Regions from separate parts of the Triticum aestivum genome. Here region 2 is linked to region 1. The links are chromatin contacts, called in public Hi-C maps. All regions are on one chromosome and are shown on one strand. Each heading gives the region's core, a stretch centred on a gene start, on an enhancer-like site or on the middle of the called end of the contact. The rest is flanking DNA. Distances are from core to core; before and after follow the strand shown. Region 1 has its middle 120 kb from the start of LOC123187830. Region 2 has its middle 82 kb from the start of LOC123187830.

Region 1 (5,799 bases), core at 2,764-5,263:
TATCATGTACTGTTATTTCTAAGATCTTTTTAGTAGCTAATGAGAATACGATGATGCCTAAATTAGACTAGTTTGTATTATTCAGAAATGGGGAACTTAGCATGGACAAGAGGGACAAACTCTGAACCATGATCAAGCATGGATATGGCACCAAACACATAAGGATTGAAATGGGTCCCTGAGTGGTGATTTCAGGACTTGAATCCCACCATAATGATGCATGAAAACATGAACGAAATATACAAGATGACATTGCATTGTTCCTTTGTAGTTATCTTTGTACTACCTGTAACACCCTCGATGCGGCTATATCTCCCACGTGTCAGAGTATGACTTCGAGGCATAACCGCATTGAAGGCAATGTCGCAAGAGGGGTAATCTTTACACATCCCATGTACTGAATAAGAAAGAGATACAGGGTTGGCTTACAAACGCCACTTCACACAATACATGAAAATAGCATTACTATACAATCAAGGTCCGACTACGGAACCAAAATAAAAGAAGACTACCCCTAATGCTACAAGTCCCCGGTCGCCCCGACTGGGCTCCACTACTGATCAACTGGAAACGAAACAACTCAACGCACACGATCTTCATCGAGCTCCTCCTTGAGCTCGTTTGCGTCGCCTGCATGGTATCATCGGCACCTGCAACTAGTTTTGGAAGTAAACTATGAGTCACGGGGACTCAGCAATCTCACACCCTCGCGGTGAAGACTATTTAAGCTTATGGGTAGGGAAAAGGTACGGGGTGGAGCTGCAGCAAGCACTAGCATATATATGGTGGCTAACATACGCAAAAGAGAGCGAGGAGAGAAGGCAAAGCACGGTCATGTACTATAAATGATCAAGAAATGATCCTGAAACTACTTACGCTCAAGCATAACTCCAACACCGTGTTCACTTCCCGGACTCCGCCGGAAAGAGACCATCACGGCTACACACGCGGTTGATGCATTTTAATTAAGTTAAGTTTCAAGTTATCTACAACCGGACATTAACAAATTCCCATCTTCCCATAACCGTGGGCACGGCTTTCGAAAGTTCAAAACCCTGCAGGGGTGTCCCAACTTAGCCCATCACAAGCTCTCACGGTCAACGAAGGATATTCCTTCTCCCAGGACGACCGGTCAGACTCGGAATCCCGGTTACAAGACATTTCGACAATGGTAAAACAAGACCAGCAAAGCCGCCCGAATGTGCCGAGAAATCTCGATAGGAGCTGCACATATCTCGTTCTCAGCGCACACTCAGATGAGACATCCTACGAGTAAAACCAACCCTCAAGTTGTCCCGAGGTGGCCCCGCAGTCTACTCGGTTCGGACCAACACTCAGAGGAGCACTGGCCCAGGGGGGTTTAAAATAAAGATGACCCTTGAGTCTGCAGAACCCAAGGGAAAAGGCTTAGGTGGCAAATGGTAAAACCAAGGTTGGGCCTTGCTGGAGGAGTTTTATTCAAGGCGAACTGTCAAGGGGTTCCCATTATAACCCAACCGCGTAAGTAACGCAAAATCAAGGAACATAACACCGATATGACGGAAACTAGGGCGGCAAGAGTGGAACAAAACACCAGGCATAAGGCCGAGCCTTCCACCCTTTACCAAGTATATAGATGCATTAATTAAATAAGAAATATTGTGATATCCCAACAAAATATCCATGTTCCAACATGGAACCAACTTCATCTTCACCTACAACTAACAACGCTATAAGAGGGGCTGAGCAAAGCGGTAACATAGCCAAACAACGGTTTGCTAGGACAGGGTGGGTTAGAGGCTTGGCATGACAATATGGGAGGCATGATATAGCAAGTGGTAGGTATCGCGACATAGGCATAGCAATAGAGCGAGCAACTAGCAAATAAAGATAGAAGTGATTTCGAGGGTATGGTCATCTTGCCTGAGATCTCGCAAGGAAGAAGAACGAGTCCATGAAGAAGACAAACGAACGGAGTCGAACGAATTCTCACAAATGCGACGTTATCGGGACTAACCCGAAGAAGCAACACCGGAAAGAAGCAAACAACATAGTAAACAACCATCACACAACATGACATGATGCACAACCAAGTATGATGCATGTATGGTTTAATGATACATGGCATGGCAAAGTGCACAAACAATCCTACAAATTAAGTGGAGCTCAATATGCAACGAGTTGCATATTGACGAAACACCACATTCAAGTTATTTAGTTCGATCTCGTTTATGTACCCAACAATATTAAATGTTGATTAACATGGCAAGGGGGTGAAGCATATGAAAACAACCTAACTAGGCAAGTTTAAATGAGGCCGGAACAACAAACAACAATTCCGGTAAATCCCCATATGCATTTATCAATTTGGTGCAACAACAATTTTTAAACATTTAAATGTTATTATCATGATGCGAATGACATGTGCAAGTTTTATGCAATAATTATGAAAATGTTGATAAGAGCATTTTATGAAGTATTTGTCACCGTGGTAGAAAGAAAGGGGTGCCACGATGACAAAACGGTAATGATGCCATGGCAACATTCCGGAGATCTGGCAACTCAAATGAGATGCTAGTGCAAAGGAACAAGTGTGGGTGCGCGAAACGTGCAAGAGTGACGGGGAGAGATCCCGGATACCGGGTGTCCCACATGTCGGTGGCAAGGCAAAAGAGGGGCAACGTGCACCGACAGTTCGGACTCGAGGCGAACAAGGGTGCATCTCATACAACATGCATTGATTCATTCACGGGCGTCGTCTCGGGGTTATAACTTTCGACGCGTGCATTATCGAAACGGATCAAGTTCATAGAGGGAAGTAGACGTTCTCGCGATGGCTGTAGTGGAAGTAGTCGTTCTCCCTTCGTAGATGTTCACACTCCGTAGGTGTTCGGGGTCAACAAGGAACTTGCCGTCCACGGGTCTTCGAGGATTGACGGTACATGTTCTGAAGACGTTCGGGCGGGGGTAGCGGGACACGTTTTCGTAGACGTTCGGGGTGGTGGGTAGTTGAGCATAGTCGTTGTTGGACTTGCCGGATCCGATGCCTCAGGGCGTAGTGGTACACGTTCACGGAGTAGGTCGTACACTTCGTCGCTAAATGTTCACTTGACGACCTTCAACGGCGGTAGTTGTTCTCGTTTCGTCGTGGAAGTAGTTGCACATCTCATAGTGGTACTTCACGATTTCGAAGACGGCGGAAGACGAACTTGACGGTCCTCGTCGTCCTGGTACTTGGCGTCCTCTCGGCCTTGACGGTGATGAAACGGAACGAGATGGACATGGTACTTGACGAATCCAGGGAACGGTAGTCCTACACACATCGGAGAGGAACTTGGCGCCCCACTGAACTTGGCGATTTGATGAACTGAAAGGGCATCGAGGGACTTGCACGACTCTGCCTCGGGAGGTCAACGGATGGCGACGGCAAGCACGCACGCGGAGGACAAGACGAATAGGTGGCGTCCATGGCTCCATACCCCGGAGAAGCAGCGGGGACCGATGCAGGCGACGAGAAGGAGGTCGCAGGGAGGCGACGAGTAGGTCTCCGGCACGGGTGTCTGGCAAGATGGCTCGGCGGCGACCTGCTGCTGGCAGCGTGCTCCGGCGAGGCCGGCATCAGGCCTTGTGGCCCGCAGGCGAGCAGCGAGGGCGAAGAAGCAGCCCAGGCGCGGTCGAGGCGGGCGTCCTCATGGCGCTCCTGATCCTGCTCGATGGAGAGGGCTGCAGGGGCGGCGCCTAGAGGTGTAGGGAAGCGATGGCGAGGACGAGGAAGCAGGGCAGCGACAAGACTTGACGCAGCTCCGGCGAGGGAAGAAAACAGTAGGAGGCGGCGGGGCTTGACGGATCCGGACGAGGGACTGGGGAATCGGGCGCGGGGATCCTCCTCTGGTGCGTTGCGAGGAGAGCGAGAGGAGGGAGAGATGGGAGAGAACGGATCGGGCGCTGAGGGCAACGGGCGCGGGCGCTCTCTCCTGGCGGCGCGAGCAGGGAGACAAGGAGGAGGGGATCGATCGGATTGGGGCTAGATTAGTGGGTTAGGTGGGCCTAGGGTTAGAAGGGGGCTTGGGCTGCGGGAATGGATGGCCTCAGGTGGCCGGCATGGGAGGTTGGGAGGCCCAGGAGGCCAGCGGGCTAGCTCTTATTCTCTCCTCTCCTCTATTCCCTTCTCTAAAATCTTTTTCCATTACTACAGGCAGAAATACAAAAGGGAAGAGCAGGGAAAAAAGGAGATGAACTAGAGAAATATAAAAATATTCTGACGATCCTGAAAATGTGCTCTATTTAACAAAATTGGTTTGGAGATTTTTAAAGGGAGTAAAAATAATTCAAGTTTGAATTAAATTCCAACTTGAACCATTTTAAACCCTAACCAAAACAATTTCAATTGAGATAAGAAGTTACAGAGAGGGTGTAGGCATCATTTAGGATTTATAGGGATAGGTTGAACATTTTTTCGAACAGGGAAAGTGCCACAAGAAAAAAATGGAATAAAGAAGAAAAGAGAAGTTTGGATGGGATAGAAACTTGGGTGAAACCAAGTTGAAGTTGATCAATAAGTAAAAAGGAAGGATCAAGGACAAGAAGAAGGTGTCGTAATGCACATGAAGAAGTAAAAGGAAACAAGCACAACAATCATATAGAGACGAATGCATGATGCAAAATAATAATAATAATAATAAAACATCACAAGCAAGCAAGAAATCATGAACATGATGGATGCAAATGCACATGGCAACGGCAAAATAAATGGAAGACATCTGGAGCATCGGTCTCGGCCGTCACAACACTCCACCACTACGAGAGGATCTCGTCCCGAGATCTAGAATGGCACCGGAGAGAAATGGAAGAGGAAGAGAAGAGGTAAAACTAAGTTGCTTCTTTGACAAACGAGTGAAACCAATGAACCTTGCGAGGTTGAACAAATTGAAAGAAAGAATACAATGAAGATGAACAAAGTTGAAAAACACTCTGTTAGGAAAGAGGAACAAGGAACATTACTAGAATCTTGTAGGTTGAAAGACATAAGAAAAAAGTGTCACCAAGGACAAGAAATACATGCAAGCACTCCGGATGAAAAGAGATGTAGAAGGAACGATAAAGATCAAATACGACAACACTCAGGTTGGAAATGGAAGGCAATAATATGAATTTGTCAAAATGAAAGCACTTGGATGAGAGTCCGGTTAGAAGAGGAATGATAGACACAACACTCCGATCAAACAAGATAGAGAAGGAATAAGAATGATGTAATTTGGGCAGCACACCGACTGTAAAAGAAAGGAATTGAATATGAACTAGCCAAGATGAGAGAACTTGAAAAGAGGGCACGACACTCCGGTTAAATGGATAAGCATGAAAAGAACACGATCCTGACAATCCAAGATGATGAGAGAAGAGAGCAACATCACAAAGCCTCCGGGAGGAAGAATAGAAGATAGATAATTAAAATAAAAGAATGGAGAAGAAAAGGCCAACTTCTGCCACAATTGAGTTTGAAAAGGCATCCTTAGGAGAAGGGTCGAACGGAGTTGTTGGAAAACCAACAACGAAAAAAAGGTAAGCTTGTAGTGGGCTTATGGAGAACATCTCAAAACTATGAGGTGAGATTCTGCCACTAACGGGAACAATGGATTTGGATTGATATAAGCAAAGGTGACGAGAAACTTATCTCACCGGTAGGATAAATGAAGAACTTGGATCATTTATAAGCACCATAATAGCAAAATTCCTTAGGGAAAGCTTTAGGTGAAATATAACCCAAGATAACTCCAAAGAAGGGATTGATGGGTTGAAAAGAAACTTATGAACGAATGGAAA
Region 2 (5,659 bases), core at 1,884-4,383, 33 kb after region 1:
CAAACTGGCGTTGCACTGGTCCAAGGAACCTCTTGAGGTGGAGTCAGACTGTGCCGAACTGATCGCACTACTGCAATCCGGCACTCTGGACCGGTCCAGCAACATGTTCCAAGTTGCAGAAGTCAGTGCATTGCTCCAAGAGAGGCAAGCTAAAATCAAAAAGATTGGCAGACTACAAAACAAAGCAAGCCATGCTATGGCAGCGATCGGCCGTGGACAACAACGCACTGCGTGTTGGTTAACAAAAGCACCCGAGGAGATTAGCATTTTTATTTCAGAGGATTGTAAAACCTTGATTAATTAATGAAATGTTCTTTTTCCCCGCAAAAAAAAATGTAAGTGCCTTATTTGTATTGGTGCCTTAGTCAATTGTCTCGTCACATGCACCAACATGCCTGAAAAACATTTTCATGTTTGGTTCGTAAAGGAACGTGAATCATACACAAACTATTTATACTTTGAAATTTGACGGAGAGCATTTTAATACGTGCTATTGTGCCTGTTGACCGGGATGTAATTCACACTGCTGCACTAGTTGATAGTCAAAAAATCGCTCCATGTTTGATATATAAAGGGATGTGAATGACTCCTGGACTATTTGTACTTTGAAATTTGACGAAGAGCACTTTACCCAGACCACAAATTGTGCCACTGTAGTGGTGGTATTATGTTGTACTATACTAACAAGTCCTCGCCAATCACCTACGCGTTATACCTATGTATAATGTACGTGACCTATATGTGCAAGTCTGCCGATCGGGTTGTAACTCACATTGCCGCACTAGGTGTCCTGCCAAAAAAAACCGCTCCACGTTTTTTTCCGAAAAGAAGGATTACCCCGACCTTTGCATTAGCATGATGCACACAGCCATATGTATTAATTATTCACTAGAACCTGACAACATGTATACAAGAATCAACCCAAAGCCACTATTCAGACGAATAAAGTCGCTACACCTACAAGTATATAGATATGCTCTGCCCGCATAGCAAACACAATCTAATCCATTGGACTTAAGACCATCCGCTCTAGGCGTCCCATGACATGCACCGCCTGCGCACGCTCTAGGGTCCGCCGCCGCCATTTTCCGCCATCCCGTCTTCAGGAGGAATCACGACATAGATCTTGCCAGTCTCATCTGTCGTCGACGACACCAGACATTGCCACCAGCCTACACGCATCGATCAAACCGCATCCAACTCCGAGACTCCACTGCTCCACGCCGCTGAGACCCACCGTCTTCAATGTGGTCGATGCAACGCCGCTCCACCTGTTGGTCTCTCCAGTGAACCTCTGCTCCAAGACGATGTCCCCAGGTGGGAGAACGGCACAAAAGTCTTCGTCATCATCTGATCTAGGAGACCTAGGTCTAGACAATTACTACCTGGAGGAAGAGGGGCACACCATCTACAACTGCCCACGCACCCAAGCGGTACCCACCGTCACATAGCTCTCACGAGAACTCCTCGAAGGACATGATGCCATGAGCGTCATTTCCTCCCTACAGATTTCACCAAAGAGACTGTGAGGTGGGAAAAGGTAGGGCGAACCCGAACAACGTCTCCATGAAGAAAAATAGGGGTGTCTTCGCCATTGTGGCCGGCAGGAGCCGACCTGGGAGTTGTCCCAATCCGGATCCCCGTCTCCCGCTCTGTCCCAACCCGGTAACCGGTTAGCAGCAGGGCCATGTCCGGTAAGACAGAGTGCACGCAACGTGGGTTGCAACAAGATGCGGCTCGGTGCCGTTGGCCGCGAGGGCAGCAAGCCGCGGCACCAACCCGCTGGTGAATTACCGGCCATCCGATTTGATCCCCAGCAACCCACCCGCCCCGCCGCGCCACCAGACAGGGAGGCCACTGCCCCTGATTCATGGACGTCCACCCCTGATCGAGAAGGGTTGCGCCAATCCTGCTGCCAAGGCCACCACTGGGACACCGGCCGGCTGCCGCGCCATCGTTGTCCATCAGGCCGCCTTGGTCCAAATCGGCGCCGCCGCGATCCAGATCAGGTTCACACCCTCGAGTTAGGGCATCTCGTGCCACCCTATGACTCGGCATGGGAGGCAATACCTCCGCCGTCACCATCAAACGCATGGGCTTTGCTCGGCGCCGACCATCGGCAAAGGCGGAGGGAAGGGAGGAGAAGGAGGAGGGGACCGGTGGCTGGGTTGGTGCCCCTTGATCGCCCGCGCATGGGGTGACGGAGGGGAGGGATGACACGCAGACTATTTATACTTTGAAATAACTTCACGAGAGCATTATACCGTCATCACAAATCCAATCCATATTATTTGTTATTGTTTATACAAAGACAAGTAACATTGATCGAAGAGAGTACTATTGCGGTACTAGTATGGTATGCTGCTACTAAAACAAGTCGTCACTGGTTGTCAGCATGTTGTATCCATGCATAATGAATGTGGCTATAGCTCACACAGTCACACTCCGCATTACTTCCTCCGTTCCTAAATATTTGTCTTTCTAGAGATTTCAAATGGTCACCACATACGGATGTATATAGATATATTTTAGAGTGTAGATTCATTCATTTTGCTCCGTATGTAGTCACCATTTGAAACCTCTAAAAAGACAAATATTTAGGAACGGATGGAGTAGATGACTAGCCTGAAGAACCTCTAGACGCTAGCATCAGTAAGGACCTCTTTGATTAAAAAATCCAAATGACTTTCGAAGAATTCTAATCCTTGGTTTTTTTTCTACACGGGCTTTTTGATTACAGGATTACAATACTTAGGAGATTTTACTTATGACTTATTTGTGCTGGTTTTCGTAGGAAAATTCCAATCCAACCACATACTCCATTTCTATGGTCTTCTTGTTCTAAAAACCCTGTGAAGACGCATATATGGATTTCGAAATCTGGCGAGAGCACTTTACCCTGACCAGAGATCATGCATCCTCGTGTTTTGCAGCACTAGCGGAGCGTAATTCACAACAGTTCTATTACAGTGGTAGTACTACTGCTGACACTAATAATGTCTCATGCTCGCTAATTTGCTATAGACAATAGAATGGCATGCATGCACGGGCGCATTTTGGCTGTCCGTGGGCGCGCGTCCCCACGGCGGACGTGCACGTCCCATCTGCTCCGGCCCCGGGCGGCGTGGGAACCCGGGCCGCGCAGGCACAAAAAGGAACGTCGCCGTCCGGCCGGGTCGCCGTCGCGCCGCGTACAGTCCAGCTCGTGCCGTGGGGCGCGCGCGCGAGGCCACCATCGATCCGTTGCTGTCGAGCAGCTGTGGCGTGAATGCGGCCCGGCCCCCTGGCCGGCCGGCCGGCCAGCGCGGGCGTGGCCCGGGAAGCCGTAAAGGGTGTGTGCCCCGCCGCCGGGAGGCACGTACGTACGTACCGACGGTCCTTCTCGCGCGCTAGGCCTAGCCAATCTATCGGTAGATCGCCTAGGATGGTGATGCGCGCGCGGGGGCGTCGCCGTCCCGCGTGCGTTGTCCGCTTGTCCTCCGTATTCAAAGGAGGGGCGGCCGGGCGGGGGCGAGGAGGATCCGATACGTCGCTGGGTGGGATGACGCCGGACGTTTGACGTCGCTGGGTGGGATAACGCCGGGCAGGGACGAGGAGTTGTATCTATTTCCTTTATTTCAAATTATTTATCACAAAAATGAATGTATTTGAAACTAAAATACATCTAGATACATTTATATCTGCGACAAGTAATTCGGAACGAAGGGAGTACGTACAAGTGTACTCCTACCTCGAGTCGAGTGATCGACGTCGCCGACCGGTCCCTGCGTATTGGGGTGCTTATACATGCATTTGCTCGTCGTTTTCTAGCTGGGGGCCAGGGGGGCGAGATGTACAAGTGCGCCAGTGAGTTAATACGGCCGACGGGGACGTGGGCGATGCTATGCACCACGGCCTATGGACGTCTAGCGACCGACACTGTAGCGAACTATTGTCGGGGATTTTTAGAATTTTGTAGATTATAGCTGAGAGAAAAATGGCTTCTTTGTTTTTTATAGCACACTGGCCGATTGCGATTCTTCCTCTCGGCATTTTGAGAAATTGGTCATCTATTAGTCGAATCAGAGGATTGTATTAACTCCAATTCAAATGAGAATCTATTTCCCGCAAAAAAAAATCGTTTTGTACTGGTTGGTCTGCGTCCAGTTGTCTTTTCAGTATACTGCCTATTGTTTTCCTTTATAAATATCAGATATAAGATGCTTTTTGGGTGTCTTCTAAAAAGAATCTATTAAATCTTGATTCGCCCAAGTAAGTTGGCGGGTTGTAGTAATAATAGTAGAGAGGCACGACTTGTGGTTGGAATTGCTCGTGTCGATATTTTCATGTTGTGAAGACAAAAGCAATTCTCGCCAAGGTAGGTTTACAGTTTTTTTAGGAAACTACGGCGGAAAAAGCTGGCCTGAACCGATTTATAATATAAAAGAGTTGTACATATGGCGGGAAAACCATACATGGACAGCGGGAGGGCCAAATATAATCCCTTAAGCTTGAAGGAGGCAAGTGCAAGAGGCATCAGAACATCATTTGAACCAAAGAATCAAGCCATTTGCGCAGCTGCAAAAGACAGAGGCGATAGCTAGCTTCAATCTCATTTCTAAAAATCTTGGCATTGCGACACTTCCATAAATGCCAAAGGGCGGGGATGAGAACCGCCGACCGGACCTTGCAAGGAGGCATGCCGTTCTGAAGATCATGTTACATGCTTGGTTGTTTCCGGTAAGTTGCAGAAAGGGTAAGTATCCGAGAAAGAGAGGGGCCTTCTGAAACAACGCTGGTTATAAAGAGCCTTCCATAGCCAACCAGCCTGATGAACATGCGACAACGATTTGTGGAGTAATTGAGTTGTGAAAGGAACATCCTACAAAAGTCTAAAGGCCGCCAAGTATACTTATTTGGTAGTTAAGGTCTTACCATCAAGTCACAAAACACGATCGTCCAAACATGGCATTTTTAGGGAAATTAGAGCTAGTATAAGGTGCAACAAAACTAGCTCGGGAAATGCGGCATTTGAAAAACGAGCTTGCATGGAAAGAAAAGGTTCTAGGAAAGAACAAAGTAGGCTCAGTGAAGTGGCAAAAAAAGTGGGAAAACGAGACACTAAGGTAAAATCTTCGAACTATACCTATCTAAAGTGGATTTAAGTGTGAGTCATTTTCAAGGCTAGGTCACTATCCTTGTAGGACGAAACATTGTTCCGACACGAGCACACTTGTGCAAGTCTCTTATGTGGTCTAACTTTTTTTCCACTACGGTCAGTTTACGTGGTTTTTGTAACTTAACTCCTGAAGGCAGAGGCGTAGGCGGGGTTGAGCCACACCCACTAGTAGAAAACAGGGCTTTGGTCCAGGCCAGCCCATTAGTCCCGGTTCAGTCCAGAACCGGGACCAATGGGGGCATTGGTCCCGGTTTGTGAGCCCAGGGGGCCGGCCGGGCCACGTGGGCCATTGGTCTCGGTTCATCTGGACCTTTTGGTCCCGGTTGGTGGGATGAACCGAGACCAATGGGCCTCGCTCCTGGCCCACAACCATTGGTCCCGGTTCGTGCCTCAAACCGGGACTAAAGATTAGACCTTTAGTCCCGGTTTGAGGCACGAACCGGGACTAATGGGGTTGAGACCTTTAGTCCCGGTTCGTGCCACGAACCGGTACTAAAGGTC

What was found. A called contact is a pair of places that touch in the nucleus more often than the background predicts.
Region 2: a Hi-C map of leaf shows a contact between it and region 1, with 2.0 times the contacts expected there. The contact joins two enhancer-like sites. A contact is called at or near these places in 2 of 5 Hi-C or Micro-C datasets (both in leaf).

The regions. Positions count from the first base shown.
Region 1 is chr2A:105,669,503-105,675,301 of IWGSC CS RefSeq v2.1, forward strand. No RefSeq gene overlaps it. Among protein-coding and RNA genes, the nearest start is that of LOC123187830, 120 kb to the right of the region's middle. Within about 2 kb of position 4,014, at least 8 of the 8 cell types and tissues checked have an H3K27ac peak or open chromatin away from gene starts, as enhancers often do. A contact at or near this core is called in leaf, where this site is marked.
Region 2 is chr2A:105,703,633-105,709,291 of IWGSC CS RefSeq v2.1, forward strand. No RefSeq gene overlaps it. Among protein-coding and RNA genes, the nearest start is that of LOC123187830, 82 kb to the right of the region's middle. Within about 2 kb of position 3,134, at least 2 of the 8 cell types and tissues checked have an H3K27ac peak or open chromatin away from gene starts, as enhancers often do. A contact at or near this core is called in leaf, where this site is marked.